2 separate regions of the Rattus norvegicus genome follow, and region 1 is linked to region 2. A link is a contact called in public Hi-C data. All regions are on one chromosome and are shown on one strand. The core of a region is the stretch at or near the end of the contact, and the rest is flanking DNA. Distances in the headings are between cores, read along the strand shown. Region 1 has its middle 36 kb from the start of Tha1. Region 2 holds the start of Tha1 (threonine aldolase 1).

Region 1 (2,700 bases), core at 101-2,600, 36 kb after region 2:
AGCTGTGTTTTATATAAACGGGGATAACCCTGACCTCATAACTCAAGCTCTAGGCCCTGGGGCCAAGCTCATTCTTCCTTAGGTGACAGTGGCTGCCACAGGGAGCCAAGGAGGCTTTTGCTCATCAGCCTCACTCACTGTCTGTGAGGATGCAGGTGCCTGGGCTCCCCTCCAGCTGAGCCCAAGCAGCAGGATGCAAAGGGCCCCTGTGAGTTCCTCCTCAAGCATTTGGGAGCTGGGTGGTGGATGGCACATGACTTTAATCCCAACAGTCAGGAGGAAGGTGCATCTCTGAGTTCAAGGCCAGCCTGGTCTATAGAGTGAGGGAGCTCCAGGACAGCCAGGGCTGCACAGGAAAAACATGTCTGAAACCTGCTCACTCGAAAACGAGGGCTGGGGAGTTCAGTTGGTAGAGTGTTTGGCGAGCATGCCCGAAGCCCTGGGTCCCACCCCTAGGACCACATAAATGTGGTAGCAATGATGGCTTAAGCCTGAGAACCTGCCATTCAGGAAGTGGAAGTCAGGGGGTCAGAAGTTCAAGGTCATTCTCAGTTATATACAGGGTGCAGGGGGACATGGGCTGCGCAGGGAGACCAGGGAGTGGGTTGCAAACAACAAAGAAAAAGGAAAACATGCCGGGGGGCCAGGTGTGGTATATGCCTGGAATCCCAGCACCCAGGAGGTCGAGGCTGCAGTGTTACTATGAGTTTGAGGCTAGCCTGGTCTACCTAGAAAGTTCCAGGCTAACTTCTGCAGAGTGAGTTCGCATGTCAATCAAGTGCCTGGGTAGAGCGGAGGAGAACAGAGGGTATATCTGTTATTTAAGTACTCGAGGATTGCATGGAGTTCCAGGCCACGCAGGGTGAAACAAGGCATTGTCTCAAAAACGCCAAAGACTTAAACTGTTACAGTATTCTCTAGAAACTGACACACCCACCCATAGCACCTGCCCCTGCACCCTCCCAGGTACCCTCTTCCCTCTGCCTGTAAGTCAAGGCTGTAGATTTCCATCCCCCTCCTCCTTTCTGTGAGCTATGGGTGGTCTGTCTGTGTTGCAGGCCTGGGACCACCCACAGACAGCCAGGGACTGGCAGCTTTTCTACTTGGAGCCTCTGCTTTTGCTGTTGCACTGGTCCAGGTCCGCTGCTCGAAAGGATTGATGAGACAAAGGCAGGTCTGCAGGTGTCTCCACACACGGGGCAGAGGCTGAGATCCTTAGGACCCTGCCACCACCCAGGGGAGAAAGAACCGGATTCCAGTTGCTTCCCATTTCCTCCCCAGGGCCAGCTAGGGCCCAGGGGAGCAGTTTCACACCAGGCCACTAGAGGGAGCCCTTTGCAGCGCAGTGGCCCTCAGCAAAAGCCAGAGCTGTAGGCTGTGTGTTTCCACTTGAAAGCCTGGGTGAGGAAGGCAGCCCCAGATCTCTACTCTCTGCCTCTCTGCTGGGTGGCTTGGTTTTCTGTAGTTGGAGGTTCATCAATGCAAAAGGTAACCCCGTGAGAGCTCCAGACCATGGTGGGGATTGGGGGGAATCACCTAGGCCTTTATATGGCTGGGCTATTCTAGGTGTAGAATATGTGTCACAAGAAATAACTCAGTGGTAAATAGAGACAAGGACGCATCCATCTCACAGATAGGGAAATGGGGGCCCAGAGAATGACTTGACAGAACCAGACTTCAAACCTGGGAGTAGGGTCTTGGGTACCACAGTGTCAAGAAGCCCTGACTCTTAGGAAGGGGAGATTCCTCAGTCAGGTCTAATGAGCCTGCCCTTCAGGGAAGATCTGACAGGTCTGGCTTTAGATCTCAACTCTTCCACATGAGTGCCAGGTGGCCACAGGGCCTTTGCATGTATTGTGTGTTTACATATGGCTAGAAAGTACTTAGCAACTCTTTCTGTGTGCTTTTTCTTTACTGCAGGATGAGTTTCTGGTACTGGTGACCCAAGAATGCACGAGTCCATGAGCTAAGACGCACTCCATGTCCCATTTAATGTTCTGTCAATGTCTTGAGATTCTTACCTTTTTTTTTTTTTTTTTAATGAGGGACTCGATGTTTGCACAGTCCACTCAGCCACACACACAGCAGTCCTGTGAGCTTCTGTCTTTGCCTCAGGCCCTGTATCATTACCCACAACTGGCTGCCTTTAGGAAGGAAGGAACACGGATCTGGAGGCCCAGTGGCCTGACATGCCTCTAGTATCCAGCCTAAGCCTCTAAGCTGCCCCCTCAGAAGGGACACACATGGCCCTCCTTTCACAGAGATGCTCATCTGGCCTCTGGGCTGGCTGCTTCCATTCGAGGTCACAGGAGTGGTGTCTTCTTCCTTAGGCTAGTCAGCCCAGGGTCTGTTTAGCAATCAGGGCCTCTCAACCAAGTCTCCCCGAAATGGGGGCTTGGGGCCTCCTACCTGGCCTTTGGATTGAACATGGACAGAAAACCACAGGACTCTGAGGAGAAGTGACCTCCAACCCCTGCCCCATCACCAGGTCTCCCTGGCAGCGGCTGATGCCACCATCAAAGGGATAGCTCAGGTGACATCTTTTATCCTCGGTCCCTACCCAGGGTGAATGACCTCTGGGGCAGGGAGTGTTCTGGGAACAGGCAGTGTCCTGGCCAGCCGGGAAACTGAAGCCAGAGCCTAGCCATGGCCCCTCGAGGTCCACTTGGGTCCATTGAAGCTTCCCTCAGATGAGGACAC
Region 2 (2,700 bases), core at 133-2,632:
CAGAAGAAGAGCCTCTGGGGAACTGGCAGGGCACAAAGAGTGCAGCTGGTGGGTGAGCAAATGGCCTGTGTAACGCCCATGGTGGCTTTCCTGTCTGTGGCGTGACGCTCAGTGCTGAAGTGATCTAGATTCCGTCCCCAGAGGACACACACCGGTGTCTCCCTGAGTCCTGGGTGCTGCTCACCCTTTAAGAGTTCTGCTCTCTCCTCCTTCCAGGCCCTGGTTCACCCTCCTCAGATTCCTGTCAAGGCCAGTGCCTCCCTGCCTTGATGTGGTGACCTGTTTACACCAGGTGCCTGCTGAGCGGTGTAGCTCAGCAGCTTTGAAGTTCCTGGTAACAGCCTTGTCGAAAGATTCTAGATCAGCCCCAGTGATCCCTGGGCCCACAAACAGGCCTCCAGGGGTCAGGTGGTGATCGGTGGTTTATCTCTGGACCGGCTGAAGATGTACATACCCAGCAGCACTAGAGGGCCACTTTAGCAGTGGTTATTGACCCCGAGTGGGCTTTGGTTTGCTGTCTCCTTAAAGCACTCCCTAGATTATGAAATTCTGTCCCCCTGGGAAGGAGCAGCAAGCACTTTCTTTGCTAGATTGGTTTTGTCTTTGTGAAGAAAGAGAGTAGTTCTGCCTCATTGCAGTCAGACCTGCCTCAAATCCGGTTCTTCCTTGCTCCTGATGTGGGTCCTTGAGCTCCTCTCTGGCCATCGGGGGTGGGGAGTGGAGGTGTTGGGGGGAGTGGCTTGCTTTGCAAGCCTGGACAACATCCATCTGGGCAACTGAGTGACAGTGGATAGAAACTACCCGGTGGTCTGGTTAAAATGCAGATTCTGGCTCCCCGAGTTCAGTGTGGAGCTCAAGAGGCTGCATTACCAAGGATCTCCCCGAGAACGAACGAGAACGCACAAGAACACAGAGTGCACCACTTAGCCTACGGGTGCTTCCTCAAAGGCCAGGCAAGGCACCCCTCTGCGTCTGTGCTGCCCTGTCAGCACCGTGGACAGCGTTCAGAGGTCACAGCAACGACCCCTGCTCCGGGCCTGTTCGCCCGGCTCACCGTGGACCGTAGGGTCTTCGCCGTAATCATCGTCTCCTACAACCGCTTCGGCCATAGCGCGCCTCATGGCCGGCCCTGGCCGAGTCACCGTGTCGCTGCGCAGGTCCACCACGTGGGCTGGGACCCCCGCCCAATTCCTAGACCACTGAGCCCAGGGCACCCTGAGCCCCGGGACCGCGGCCCGGGCCAGGCTGCGTAGCATGGCTATGGCACTCGCTTTCCGCGCCCGCAGGCTCCGTGGACGTCTCTTCCGTGCCAGCGGGGAACCGTGCAGCTGGACTCTTCTGACCCGGAGCAGACCTGTACTGGGAAGGCCCGGAGCACTATGGGAATTGTAGTCCTTTCTGGAATTTTATGCAGCTGGCGAGCCCCGCAGCATGCTGGGAGTTGTAGTTTGTGTTCCCTTACTCCACAGACTAGGAGAATTTGGGAATGACAGTTCCTTGCTTTGTTAAATGGGTAACGTAGTTGACGTTCGGGTGATTTTAGCATGTTCCTGGTACTGTTCACGACGCTGCAGATTTAACTTAATTAAGCGTCCTAGCCACTCTGGGAAACAACCTGGGTGTTTGGGAATGGAACACAAGTTCTCTTCGTAATTAGTACCACCTTAACTTCTGAGCCGTCTCTCCCATCCCTCACGGTCCTCATTTTACACCGGATGAAACAGGCTGCAGACGCTGATGTGAAGTCCAGGAATCAGATATGGTACTGTGTTGCCCGTAAACAGTAGCTTTCAACCACTGGGGTCTTTTTAATTTTTCTCTTTTGAAACATGTATCCCAGGCTAGTTCTGAACTCACTGGGTAGCCTAGTTAGCCTTGAACGTCTGACCCTCCTGCTTCGGATTTCAGATGTGTTCTACCATGCCCAGTTTACTCTGTGCTGGGAACTGAATTTAAGGCTTTGTGCGTGCTAAGCAAGCATGCTACCAAATGGGACACATCTCCAGTCCTCTTTTTTAAAAAATGAATTTAAAGCCGGGCGGTGGTGGCTTGCACCTTTAATTCCAGCACTAGGGAGGCAGAGGTAGGTGGATCTCTGAATTTGTGGTCAGCCTGGTCCACAGAGTTCCAGGACAATCAAGGTTACACAGAGAGACCCTGTGTCAGGAGGGGAAAAAAAAGAATTTAAAACTTTTAAAAGTATGTGTGTGGGTGGGGAGTAGATGCACATGAGTGTAGTTACCTAATGAGGCCAGAAGAGGGCGCTGGACACTCTGGAGCTAGAGTTAGAGGTTCTCCGCGAGAGTGGAATGCGCTTCTCAGTGTGGCGCCATCTCGCTAGTACCCGTTTTGGGATTGTTTTTTTTTAAAAATCCCACACCGTAGCCCATACTAGCCTGGAACTCATTCTGCCCCTCTGCCGCAGCAGTCCTTTTGCAGCTTCCCGAGTGCTGGGAATATAGGAATGAGCCACCACGCCCAGCCTTCCCATATAGGTTTACAGAGCGCTGTATTAGGCAGGAGGGGACACGAGGATGTCTTCAACTGGGGCTGGAGGTATGACCTCCTAGGGCATTTGGAAAATGGAGTCGCAGAGGTTTCTAGAAATCTCCCTCCTTCCTACACCATTTGAGAGATAAGATGCTTCCATGGACGCCATGCCCAAGAGCACTGTGACAGAGCACCTAGCTAGCACGGATG

What was found. A called contact is a pair of places that touch in the nucleus more often than the background predicts.
Region 1: a contact with region 2 is called in a Hi-C map of Schwann cells, with 4 times the contacts expected there. The contact joins the enhancer-like site here to the promoter of Tha1 in region 2. A contact is called at or near these places in 4 of 12 Hi-C or Micro-C datasets (the A7r5 cell line, Schwann cells, kidney and 1 more).

The regions. Positions count from the first base shown.
Region 1 is chr10:103,633,546-103,636,245 of GRCr8, forward strand. No RefSeq gene overlaps it. Among named protein-coding and RNA genes, the nearest start is that of Tha1, 36 kb to the left of the region's middle. Within about 2 kb of position 1,351, at least 4 of the 93 cell types and tissues checked have an H3K27ac peak or open chromatin away from gene starts, as enhancers often do. A contact at or near this core is called in Schwann cells, where this site is marked.
Region 2 is chr10:103,597,469-103,600,168 of GRCr8, forward strand. Tha1 (threonine aldolase 1) reads right to left here and starts at 1,383. Exons shown (of 7, transcript XM_006247854.4): 1 at 1,055-1,383. The coding sequence starts at 1,256.